Linked DNA regions of Sus scrofa: region 1 is linked to region 2. A link is a contact called in public HiChIP or PLAC-seq data. All regions are on one chromosome and are shown on one strand. The core of a region is the stretch at or near the end of the contact, and the rest is flanking DNA. Distances in the headings are between cores, read along the strand shown. Region 1 holds the start of GTF2H2 (general transcription factor IIH subunit 2). Region 2 holds the start of LOC110257255.

What was found. HiChIP or PLAC-seq counts read pairs in DNA pulled down with a chosen protein or histone mark.
Region 1: a contact with region 2 is called in an H3K27ac HiChIP or PLAC-seq map of alveolar macrophages. The contact joins the promoter of GTF2H2 here to the promoter of LOC110257255 in region 2. A contact is called at or near these places in 2 of 5 promoter capture datasets (fetal liver and liver), 12 of 47 Hi-C or Micro-C datasets (alveolar macrophages, embryonic fibroblasts, epiblast stem cells and 7 more) and 2 of 2 datasets of contacts at active chromatin or transcription factors (alveolar macrophages and skeletal muscle).

What each region holds. Positions count from the first base shown.
Region 1 is chr16:47,654,617-47,661,029 of Sscrofa11.1, forward strand. GTF2H2 (general transcription factor IIH subunit 2) reads left to right here and starts at 3,517. Exons shown (of 16, transcript NM_001244311.1): 1 at 3,517-3,567.
Region 2 is chr16:47,282,958-47,289,847 of Sscrofa11.1, forward strand. LOC110257255 reads right to left here and starts at 2,506. Exons shown (of 3, transcript XM_021076818.1): 1 at 2,501-2,506; 2 at 1,443-2,400. The coding sequence starts at 2,506. The coding sequence ends at 1,483. It overlaps SLC30A5 (solute carrier family 30 member 5), which reads left to right and starts at 2,017. Exons shown (of 16, transcript NM_001137624.1): 1 at 2,017-2,103. The coding sequence starts at 2,021.

The DNA.
Region 1 (6,413 bases), core at 2,267-4,766, 370 kb after region 2:
TAAATGCTTTAAAAGTAGAGAATTTACATATCCAGATAAATATTATTTGATACTGTTATAAGGAATTCTGGAACTTTTTAATGAGTTTCCTGGATGATTGTGGTTCCATCTAAAGATTTCAGAATAGGCAATTTCACCTCTCCCAGTCTTTGAAGTTGCACACTTTGAATTTCAGCCTGATTCCACTGGCTGAGCTGTTCGTGAATTTCCTAACTCCCATGGATTGTGTCCAGCTACCCATGGGCAGAGAACAAATTGTTCCATTCTTTATAGTTGTTCCGTAGATTTACAAGTTGAAACGTTTGGCTAGGTTATATTATTTCTTTATTCTACCACTGTACACAATTAAAATACTGTGTCAGTCATAATAATGACAAGAGATTACCATGGATTTATGCATTTTTGTTTTGCTTTGTAACCTTGGACAAATGACATTCCTACTTGAGTCAAGATCTGTGACTGAAATATAGTCAGAGGAGAGTAAATTTTTCAGTTGGAAAAAACCTGAATGATTGAGCCTCCTGTCCACAAATATGCTTTAATTTCAATTTATTACAGAGTCCTCTGTCTTTTCCAGGTTTTCCATAAAGTCTTCCCAGATGGTTGTAGACATAAATGAGAAACTTGGGTTGGGGCTATTGCATCCCATCTTGGAATAGTATGGCCAATCAGAAGAAAAGGAGAGAAAAGCAAACTGGAGTTTGTGGAAGGAAGGGGAGAGGGAGGAAAGAGGGTAAAAAGGAAAAAAAAAAAAAAAAGGAAAAAATGGTGGAGTTTGTATATGAATCCTGAGAAGGAGTCAAAGATACGGGGGAAGCAAAGATGGAAGTCAACTGGCCTTGGAAATCAGCAATATTAATTTCACCTCTTCTCCTGTACAGACACGGCCAGAGCTCAATAATAAGACCTTGTCTTCTGGGGTGGGGGAGGGGGCGCATAAAAGGAACTGGTTATCATTGTGAGTTGTCATTGTGATGTGAAGCCCTGTAGGATAGGTGGAAATATCCCCGCTTTATAGATCAGAATTGTGTTGTGGTGTTCTCCTGTGATGCAGTGGGTTAAAAATCCTGCGTTGTCACAGCAGGTGTTTGGATCACTGTGGCGATGCAGGTTCCATCCCTGGACTAGGTACTTCCATATGCCAACACTGTGGCCAAAAAGATTATTGGGTTGTGACTTGCTTGAGGTCCCCTAGCTATTGTGATAGAGCCAGATTTTTTTTTTTTTCCCCACTCTGAAGCTGGCATGGGTCTTAACCTACTATGCCAATTGGGGAATGAACCTGTGTCCCAGCACTCCAGAGGGTGCCTATCTGTTGCACCAAAGTGGGAACTCTGCAGGGTTGTTTTTTAAATTCAGGTCTCTTCTTTCCACTACTATGCAGAACGACTTATGTTTCATTTTGTTGGGTTTTTTGTTTGTTTTTGCTTTTTAGAGCAGCACCTGTGGCATATGGAGGTTCCCAGGCTAGGGGTACATTCGGAGCTACAGCTGCTGGCCTATACCACAGCCACAGCAACATCAGATCCGAGCCGAGCCGAATCTTCGACCTACACCACAGCTTAGGCAATGCGGGATCCTTAACCCACTGAGCGAGGCCAGGGATCAAACCCTCAACCTCATGGTTCCTAGTATGGTTGGTTTCGGATACACCATGATGGGAACTCTTGTTTATGTTTTTTTGGAGGGGGGGAAGAATACCTGGAAAGATTTTGGAACCAACAAACAATATAGGCCACAAAATGAAAGCAAATACTAATGGAGAAGAGAGAGGCTCCAGCTCCCGCAGTTCCTTGGTCCTCTGCTTTTCCTGGGCATAATCCTTTTCTGATGCTTCCCAGGTGCCTTGCCCCTCCATTTCTCAAGTGTGGGAAATGCTACTAATTCTGTATGTATCATCAAACAACTTGTCCAAAATTGAACTGATCTTACCAACCCTGCCCCCAACCTCTCAGTAATTGCAACTCCAACCTTTCATTTGCTCAGCTCAAAACTAGAGTCATTGGTTCTTTTTTCATAACACACATCCCCTCTAATGACAAGATCCAGAATCCAAAGTTTCTCACTAGCTTGAGAAGTTCTCTAAAGTTTTTTCAGCCGCCACCACTCCTCCCCTCCTTCTGCATGCCACCCCTCAAACACACCAATGTGCTTCCACCCCATGGCCTTTGCACTTGTAGCTCCCTTTCCCTGGAGGGATTTTCCCCTAGGTATCAGCCTGGTTAACTCCCTCCCCTCCCACATTCTGGTCATGGTTCCTCTGTCTTTTCCGCAGGACTACTCTGACCCAGCCTCAGGCCAGCCGCCAGCCCCCACCCGCTCCCCACACTGCGGCATGCAGAAGTCCTTGGGCCAGGAATGGAACTCGAACCACAACAGTGACCCTAACCTTAACCCGGTGAGCCACGGGGAACTCTGACCACGCTACTTTATTTATTTCTTTTCTAAATTTAATTATTTTGTCTTCCTAGGGCCACACCCAGGGCATATGGAGGTCAGGCTAGGGGTCTGATCGGAGGATTAGCCGCCAACACAGCCACAGCAACTTGTGATCCGAGCCGCGTCTGTGACCTGCACCACAGCTCGCGGCAATGCCGGATCCTTGAGCCACTGAGCGAGGCCACAGATCAAACACGCAACCTCATGGTTCCCAGTCGGATTCGCTAACCACTGAGCTGAGCCACGACGGGAACTCCATGACCATGCTACTTTAAACTGCAACTTTTGGAGTTCCTGTTGTGGTGAAGTGGAAATGAGTCCGACTAGCAACCACAAGGTTGCAGGTTCTATCTCTGGCCTCGCTCAGTGCGTTAAGGAACCAGTTTTGTCATGAGCTGTGGTGTAGGTCGCAGTCTCCGCTGGTAGTTGCTGTGGCGTAGGCCAGCAGCTATAGTGCTGATTGGACCCTTAGCCTGGGGACCTTCATATGCCATGGGTGTGACCCTAAAAAGCAAAAAACAACAACAAAAAAATAAACTGCAACTTTTTCCCCTTCCATGCTTAATTTTTTTTCTATGGCATGATCATCATTTGACCCAGTATGTTTTTCTTTGTAACTGTCATGAGGGCAAGGACTTTTGTCAGGTTTTCATTGCTTTATCCTCAATGCTTAGAACTGTATCAGCCCAAAGTAAGTGCTCAATAAATATTTGTGGCATGAAGAGCAGGAGCAGCAGAGGAGTCCGGAAAAATTTTGCCAGTCCCGGAAAACCTGGCTGGCTCAGCAGAGGCTGCTGCTGTGGTCATAGTCCTTCATGCCAACTTTTTAGAAATAATAACGTTAAATCCTCGGGTCCCAGGTGGACCGATACCGGGCCTCTGACTTTCCAAGAGTGCATGCCCTCTATCTTCTCGCCTCTTTGTTAACAGCTGGAAGCGAGCAGGCGTTCCCTCCCCGAACCCTAAATCATCCTCAAGGTTGCCAAGGCCTCGGAGCGCCCTGCTTCGGCAACCATTCCTCGCAGCAGCCGGAACGTTTCTGCGTAGCTGCCGCGCACGGCGGAAGGACTTCTCCGGCGCTCCCAGGACTGAGAGGGGCTTCCGGCAGAGCGGTGTCTGGCAGGAGCGGTGAGTCCGCGGTGGAGGTTTTCGCTGAGCCAAAGCAGTAATGCACTGCTTGGGATGCACCCCGACGGGAGGGGCCTTCCCGCCCGCGGACGGAGGCTGAATGGCCGCGATTGGCCTCGCGGGCTACACCTGAGAGTGGGTGGGAGCGTGTGGAGAGGAGGAGGGCAACTTCCGTTTATAGGGAGCAGTCTGGCCTCCTTCTCCAAGGCAGAGCTCAAGTTTAGGGAATTGTGGTCCTGGGTTCTGATTCGTGACTAACCTCCGGCTATGTGTCTTCTAGAGAGTTGCCAATCTTTGAGCCTCGAATTACGCACCTGAAAAGTAGGACAATTATCACTCTTGCCAGTCGCCCAGCGCTTGGCAGGGTCAGGTGTTAGGGAAAGCGTCACAAATTACAACATTTGGTGCAGATCTCTTTTGTTTGCATTTAGCATTCTGAGTACCTGTGAAGGAAACCCACCGCCAGGCTTCTCCTGGGGGAAGTGGCTTTTGTGGGGTTGGATTTCCAGGAAACGGGTCAGCAGTATTTGTAAGAAGATGGAATATTGAGCAGGCATCGGCAGTTGGAGATACTGACTTAAGAGGTCACCAAGTACATCTTTCTCCAGGCTGTATAAATCCCTTCTCTATTAATAGCGTGCGTTGTAAATGTCCAGTTTCCCTTTGAACATCTGAAGTTATAGGGATCTTAATACCTCTGTCCTTGCCCTGTAATTTCCCATTGCAGGCAACTCTAATTAAGAAGTCCTTTTATGCAGTGAGCTAGACGTGCTGCCGCTTGCAGTTTTTTGCTCATTAGTTCTCACTTTATTTCTGAACTTTCAGAGAATTAAAGGTAATAAACTAAAAATAGAATTTAAATATTGATGTGATGGATATCAGTAGCCAAGTCTTTAAGAATGCAAGCTTTGGATTTTTTTGACATTTACAAGAAATACACAAACACCTCCATGGAAGACCAAAAAGTTCAACTTAGTCATTGTATGCTATGTTATGACACCCATCATTAAACCTACAAGGCACCACCATAGTGATTGAAACAGCGCAGATGTCAGCATTAAGTCACATGTTGTTATTTCAGAATACTACAGTGGATCAGTTGATTTCCTGAAACAAATAAGTCTCTTTCAATACCAGTGAATGACTTTTAAATTCAGAGACACACAGAATGTTAACAAATAATATCTGATGATAGCAGGTGCCAGAGAAGGTAGCGATGCCATTACAGCAGTCTCCAACTTGTCAATAGATTTTAATTCCAGAAGTCCATTTATAAGTGATTTATTTAGATTTTTAAGTACATTTTTCATTTTTTTAATTAAAAAAAAATTTCGGCCATGCCTGCAGCACGTGGAAGTTCACAGGCCAGGGATCAAACCTGCACCACAGCAGCAACCTAAGCCACTGTGGTGACAATGCTGGATCCTTAACCTGCTATGTCACAAGGGAACTCCTTCAGTATATTTTTCTATAGAAACAATGAAATAAATGGAAGTTGAAGTCTTGGTTTGGTCCTCATCACCAAAATTAACCTTTTCCTTGACAGTGATGGGATTTGTTTTGTCTTTAATGTTTTGGCACTTAGGATTCCTTTGATCCTTCATTTATGGAAAAAGAAAGTTGGGAGTGACAGTGTGGTTTGGTGAGGGAGGAGGTGTGGATGTGACAGGATGTTTATTACTTGGTTATGCTTAATAGGTTCCTCCCAACACCAATTTTATCCTTTTTTTTTTGCTTTTTAGGGCCGCACCTGCGGCATATGGAGGTTCTCAGGTTAGGGGTCAAATCGGAGCTATAGCTGCTGGCCTACACTACAGCCATAGCAACGCAGGATCTGAGCGGCGTCCGCCACCTACACCACAGCTCACAGCAGTGCCAGATCATTAACCCACTGAGTGAGGCCAGGGATCAAACCTGTCAGATTTGTTAACTGCTGAGCTGCGAGGGGAACGCCTATCCCTCATTATTAAAGAAATACATGTTCATATTGAAAATATGAAAATACGGAAAAGAATAAAGAAAAAGCTAGTCATCCTTAATCTTATCTATCATCCAATCAAAACCATTTGTCCTATTTATTAAATTACTAGATATTTCCTTTTAATAGTTTGGTTTATAGTGTAAGTTTATTATTGGGCTTTTTGTTTTTTGTTTGTTTATTTGTTTGGGCTGCAGCATGCGGCAGCTTGATGTAGGTTGCAGGCAACATTAGTTCCCAGACCAGGGTCTGAACCTAGGCTGCAGCAGTGAAAGCTCTGAATCCTAACCAGTAAACCACCAGGGAACTCTAGTGGAGGCTTAATATTGTGTTCTTCTTTTGAATTATAACCCATAAGCTTTTATCATTTATGAATAATACTAAGTTTCATTTAAAAACTTGATTATGAGAAAATTCATATAAACACAAGGTGGAAGGGTAGTACAAAGGTGAAACTGTATCCATCTTTCAGCTATAATAATCAGCCATTGTGGCTAATCTTGTTACATCTACACCTGTATCCACATCCCATAATTCTATGGTCCTGTCCTATGACACATCTTCAATACCTTTTTTTTTTTTTCATTTTTTGGCCACACTCAAGGCGTATGGAAGTTTCCAGGCCAGGGATTGAATTGGAGTCCCAGCTGCACAAGGGCAAAGCCAGAGCCTTTAACTCAATGTACCTCTAAAGCAACCTAAGCCACCACTATCTCATTCCTAACCCACTGCACCATGGTGGGAACTGCAATACGTTTTTGGGGTTTTTTAATCATAAAGAAATACTTGTTTCTATTGATGCCAAATCTGTGCATAAATATTCATATTCTTTCTTGGGGATGGGAAAAAGAATCCCAGGAGGATTTTA
Region 2 (6,890 bases), core at 1,256-3,755:
TCACCAAATCAAAAATATCAACTGAATCCAAACTCCACTTGGGATAAAAATAAATCTCGGTGTATACACATCATTTTATCTAGTTCTCTGAACTCCAAAGGGATGGAATTAGCTCCAGAAAAGCACAGTAGTTGTTACCATTGCCAGTCAGATGAGAAAATTAGCAATTCTATTGGCACAATCTTATAAATCTACTATACTTTAACAAAAAATTAAAAAATAAGAAAATAGCAATTTGGCAAATAAATTGCCTCCCAAAAAAAATGCTATTAAAAAAGTCACTTTGAGGCTTTCCCATTGTGGCACATCAGAAACAAAACCATGAGGTGGTGGGTTTGATCCCTGGCCTCGCTCAGTGGGTTAAGGAGCTGGAATTGCCGTGAGCTGTGGTGTACGTCGAAGATGTGGCTCGGATCCCGAGTTGCTGTGGTGTAGGCCAGCGGCTATAGCTCCAGTTAGACCCCTAGCCTGGGAACCTCCATATGCCACAAGTGCAGCCCTAAAAAAAAGCACAAATGCATCTTTAGCTTTTAAATTTCATGCCTTCCTCTGCATTCTACACATACGACACATCTTCCCACAATGTTTTTCTCCCATATCCAAAACCTTATCCAAGTTCGAGGTCAGGTCCTATCAGTGAGTCTTTTCCGGCTAAATCCCTATCTGGTTATTTGGAAAACCTTAGCATTTGAGAATTTAATGTGTAATGTTGCTAAGGTCTTGCTCTCAAATTGCTAAATATTTTTCACAATAGATTACAAAGTCCCAGCAGGCAGAGACTAGGACTTCTCGTTCTCTTATATGTTATTAACACTTTCTGTATATTCAAATTAAGTGTAGCATAAGCTAATCATAATTTACACTGTTCAAAACCCCATTTTCATCTCCGAATCCCAGTCCTCAAATTTCCCTATGAATAATTAACATGTATTGATTAGTATATACCATTCACTGTTATTCACACTTCACTTCTCTTTTGTGTGTGTGTGTGTGTGTCTTTTTAGGACCGCACCCATGGCATATGAAGTTTCCCAAAGGGGTGAAATCGGAGCTGTAGCCACTAGCCTGCACTACAGCCACAGCAAAGCTGAATTCCAGCCGTGTCTGCAACCCACACCACAGCTCACTGAAATACTGGATCCTTAACCCACTGAGTGAGGCCAGGGAGCGAACCTGTGTCCTCACGAATGCTAGTCAGATTCCTTTTCGCTGAGCTACTGACAGGAACTCCACTTTTCACATTTGAACACACACAATCCTCCCAAGAACCCGAGGATACAGATATTACTACTCTTACTTTCCAGATCAGAAAACGAGTCAGAAAGGACAAGTGACACAATTAGTAAGTGGCAGATTTGTGAATCAAATCAAGACAGACACTGGAGACCATTTTCTTAACTTTTTAGTAACATAAAAATAACCCTAATAAGGGCTGGTCCTACCTGCCTAGGTTTACTGGCCTGCAGGATTAAGCAGCACAGTTTAGGAGCCAGAATTTAAAAGAAACTCTATTTCGTCACACGCTGTGTATTTCCTCCGCCCCTGCCCTCCGCGGCAGAAGAATCCGCTATATTCCTGACGACCCGTTGGTGGCGCTGCAGGACAGGTATGCGCTGAGGCCGCGTCAATGAGAGAGGCTGAGAGGGGGTGAAGATTCGATCTGTAGCCCCGCGGTGGGAGGAGCCTAAGGAAGAGGGAGGGCTGGCGAGTGGTGTGTCCTGCGCAGGCGCAGAACCTGGCACTCCCCCGAGAGTGAGGGCTGCTGGGTCGGTGACGTGGCCTGGCAGCGTCCACTCCGGTGAGCCTCCGGGGAGCCCCGCGCCGCCGGAACTGTCCGTGGCCTAGTCCCGACGCGTGTGTGCTTGCGAGCCGGGGACAGCGGCGGCGGCCCGGCCTGCGGGGACCCGACAGGGCCGCTGCCATGGGGAAGTGACGCGCTTGCGACCGCTGTTCCGCGGCAGCGGCGAGACATGAGGAGACCCCGCGGCAGGGGCAGCGGCGGCGGCTCCTGATCCCCGCGATGGAGGAGAAATACGGCGGGGAAGTGTTAGCCGGCCCAGGCGGCGGCGGCGGCCTCGGGCCGGTGGACGTGCCCAGCGCTCGGTAAGGGACTGATCTGGCACCCGCCTCCCGATCTGCGGTCTCCCCGCGCAGGCGAGCTCCCTCTCCCTCCCGTCCCGTTGACAGCCCGGGACTCCTCCTCGGTTCTGCACGCGCCCCGGAGCCCTCCGTCCTCCCTGCTTCGGCTCCCAGGCCGCCTCTAGCTTTCTTTGGCTCCGCCGTCCCTCTCTGCAGAATGAATGCTCTAAGATCCAAGGAGGTTCTGCTTGAGATCTGGGTTTCCAGGCAGACCGTTAACCTTAGAACTGCCAGCCAGTTGACGTGAGAGGTTTTTCTGACCTATGAGAAGCATTTCTGTTGGCTGTTTCTCCCCGAAATAATGGGTTGGTGATACTTAACCTTTCTGACGTCTGCCTGCGTAAGTTAGAGGAAGGGTCACCGTCATCTCTTGAGGCGAAGAAACCAAAGTACAAACAGATGAACTTTGATGTTCAGGTTAACCCCGCACACCAAGAATCCAGCCGGTCATCTAGTTTTCCTTTCTTCGTTTATTTTGTTTTGTTATTAAGAAATGTGTGCTCGTTGTCCAAAAATTCAAGCAGCACAGAAATTCATAGAGTAAAAAGGAAAAATCCCCCCTTTATCCCCTTCCCAGCAATGCTCCCGTTAATCCCCAAGAGGTAAGTATACTGACCACTTTCCAGTGTGTCCTTCTTGACCTGTCCTAATTTCTGAGGTAGAGTGAAAGATGCGTAAAACATGGCCCAACAATTTTCATTGCCTTTATAGTTAATGAGGTTAAGTTTTTCTTGTTCTTGAAAACTCCTTTGAGATTTAAAGATGGTTTTGGTAAATTCTTGGAACTGTAGAAATAGAATCACTAACGCAACTTTTTTTTATGAAAAGGGAAGAACACAGCAAATGCTGGAGCAAAATTTAAATTAGCTGCATTTTCTGTAGTACAAGTTCAATTCTAATCTATTTTGAGCAACTTGTTTTTGTAAATAACAGGATATCAGGTATTATTTCCTGAGATGCGACAGCTAAATGCAGTAGGCAATTCTGATGTGGATTTCTAGAGGGGAAAATGCTGTGAAAGACAGTACTAGGTCACTTGACAAAATTGGACTCTGGACAATAGATTAGATAAAAATATATCCATGTTAAATTTCCTGTAGTTGATAACTGCACTGATTTTATGAGTATGCTCATGATCTTAGGAAACACAAGTATTTAGGGATAAAGTAGCAGGATGTATGTAACTTACTCTTTGAAAAGTTCAGGGGAGGGAGTTCCTGTCATGGCTTAGTGGTTAACGAATCTGACTAGGATCCATGAGGATGCAGGTTTGATTCCTGGCCTCGCTCAGTGGGTTAAGGATCCGGCATTGCTGTGAGCTGTGGTATAGATCACAGGCACGGCTCGGATCCCATGTTGCCATGGCTGTGGTATAGGCCGGTGGCTATAGCTCTGATTAGACCCCTAGCCTGGGAACTTCCATGTGCCCAGTGAGGCCTTAAAAAGCAAAAAAAAGTTCAGGGGAAAAAAAACTGTATTAAAGAGAGATAATAAGGCAAAGAAGAGAACATGTTAACAATTAGAGAATCTAAGTAAAGGGTGTGCTACTCTTGCACCTTTTCTGTAAACTTGAATTTTTTTTCTTTTATTGCCACGCCTGTGGCATATGAAAGTTCCTGGGCCAGGGATTGAATCTGAGCCACAATTGCAGTATTTGATCCTTTAACCCACTCTGCCAGGCTGGGGATCGAACCTGCTCCTCCCAGCAACCCAAGCTGCTGCCGTTGGATTCTTAACCCACTGTGTCACAGCAAGAACTCCTATTTTTAAGTAAATAAATAAATAGTTCAAGATTATTTACTCAACAGCTTAGATAGGTGTGGCAAATATTCCTTTGCCACCTTATTTCCACTATTTCCACTATTTCCTCTGCTTGGCAGAGGTGCCCTCCTATTGTAGTTCATTGCAGAATCAAATTCAGCTCAGGACTGGTTGAATTTTTAATAGATTTCAGGTTGCAAGAGTTTTCCTATACGTAGACAAAAATCCAAAAACTCCTTATAATCTACACCAAAAACTAATTGTCAGACCCTTTAATTGTGGATTTTTTTTTTTTTTGACTGAAGTCACAAATATGAATTGTTTTAAATGTTTCTATGTTGGCTTTAATAAGTCCTCTTTACAGGCAGGGGCAGAGGGTGACAGCCAGCATTCGTTAAGCCCTTCCTGGGTTCTAGATACTTTGAGTACAGCATCTCACTTCATCCTTACAACAGTGCTGCAGACTCATTAGTTGTCCTTATCTCACAAACTGAGACACCTATTAACTGAACTGAGAGTCAGTTACCCCAAACCCCACATATAGCACAGTCTGCACAGTAGATACTTAAATAGTGATTGAATGAATCAAACTTGAATTATACACAGATTTTGCTTTTTCCTGGAGAACTGTGAGCTGCTACAGTGGGCAAAGCCCAAGAAGCAGGTTTGAGCCCAAACCCAGATTTCAGTAATTCCAGGTTTAAAAAACCAAAGAATGTTCTAACCTTCACAGAGAAGACCAGTGATAGCTTTGATGGGACTGGTTAGTGGCAAATTATGATTTATAAGTTGGGGAGGTGGATTGGATCCTGATAAGTTGCACAAGTGTCAGTGAGTGAGTGGCTCAGGGGCCACTGCCCCCATTTAAGAGCCTCCCTTCCTCACCACCCTCTCAGCTTTGCCCCTTAGTATGCTGCCCTGTGCAACATGAACTAGGAATATGTACTTATTAGTCTATGGTTACTTGACCTTAGCTAGTGTTTTGTTTTTAGCCCAACAGGAAGATTTCATTAATCAAGACTTTAAAAATCAAAGTATTGAGGAGTTCCCATCGTGGCTCAGTGGTTAAGGAATCCAACTAGGAACCATGAGATTGCAGGTTCGATCCCTGGCCTCGATCCATGGGGTAAAGATCCGGCGTTGCCATGAGCTGTGGTGTAGGTCGCAGATTCGGCTTGGATCCTGAGTTACTGTGGCTGTGGTGTGGTACAGCTCCAGTTCAACCCCTAGCCTGGGAACCTCCATATGCTGTGGGTGTGGCCCTAGAAAATACCAAAAAAAAAAAAAAAAAAAGTGCTCAACTTACAGATAAATGTTAAAATAACTTTCCTAATTAATAATGGTAACAAAATATGCTTAATATATATTACATAAAAAGTTACAGGAGTTCCCATCATGGCTCAGCGATTAACAAATCCAGCTAGTATCCATGAGGACACGGGTTTGATCCCTGGCCGTGCTCAGTGGGTTAAGGATCCAGCATTGCCATGAGGTGTGGTATAGGTCGCAGACCTGGCTCGGATCTGGCATTGCTGTGGCAGTGGCATAGGCTGGCAGTTGTAGCTCTGATTAAGCCCCTAGCCTGGGAACTTCTATATGCCGCGAGTGCAGCTCTATGAAGACAAAAAATAAAATAAAAAAGTCATAGAGCAATATCAGAATATGTATATAATGGTAAATACATGAATGTATCCAAAATACATATATGTCCATACATGGAGCTGCAAAGAAAAGGGTTTGAAATGATGTCCCGAGTTGGTCACTTATAAGAAAATGGGAATAGTTTTACTTAAAACTTTTAGAGAGTTTCCACTGTAGTACAGCAGGTTAAGAATCTTACTGCAGGAGTTCCCGTCGTGGCGCAGTGGTTAACAAATCCGACTAGGAACCATAAGGTTGCGGATTTGATCCCCGCCCTTGCTCAGTGGGTTAACGATCCGGCGTTGCCGTGAGCTGTGGTGTAGGTTGCAGACGTGGCTCGGATCCCGCATTGCTGTGGCTCTGGCGTAGGCCGGCGGCTACAGCTCCAATTTGACCCCTAATCTGGGAACCTCCAGATGCTGCAGGAGTGGCCCAAGAAATAGCAAAAAAAGACAAAAAAAAAAAAAAAAAAAAGAATCTTACTGCAGTGGCTCAGGACACTGCAGAGGCACAGATTCAATCCCTGGCCGAGCACAGTGAGTTAAAGGGGATCTGGTGTTACTGCAGCTGCATCGCGGGTTGCAGATACTGCTCAGATTTAGTCCAGGAACAATTTTATAACAAGACTTTTTTGTTTTTTTAATATACCTTTGTCACAGATGTAGATAACAGACTTGTGATTGCCAAGGGGGAGGGAGGGAGTGGAATGGACTAGGAGTTTGGGGTTAGTAGATACAAACGATTACACAAGGAACTATATCCAGTCTCCTGGGATAGACCATGATGGAAAACAATGTTAAAAACAAAGAATATATTGGAGTTCCCGTCATGACGCAGTGGTTAACGAATCCGACTAGGAAACAGATTTCGGCTTCAATCGCTGCCCTTGCTCAGTGGGTTAAGGATCCGGCGTTGCCATGATCTGTGGTGTAGGTTGCAGACTCATCTTGGATCCTGCATTGCTGTGGCTGTGGTGTAGGCCGGCAGCTACAGCTCTGATTAGACCCCTAGCCTGGGAACCTCCATATGCCACGGGAGCGGTCCTAGGAATGGCAAAAAGACAAAAACAAAAAAAGCAAAAAGAGTATGTGGGGTTCCCATTATGGCTCAGCAGAAACTAATCTGACTGGCATACATGAGGATGCACTTTCAAGCCCTGGCCTCACTCAGTGGGTTAAGAATCCAGCATTACCATGAGCTGTGGTGTAGGTTGCAGAAGTGTCTTGGATCTGGAATTGTTGTGGCTGTTGCTGGATCTGGCATTGCTCTGGCGAAGGTGTAGGCCAGTGGCTGCAGCTCTGATTCAGCCCCTAGCCTGGAAACCTGCATGTGCTATGGGTGCGGCTCTA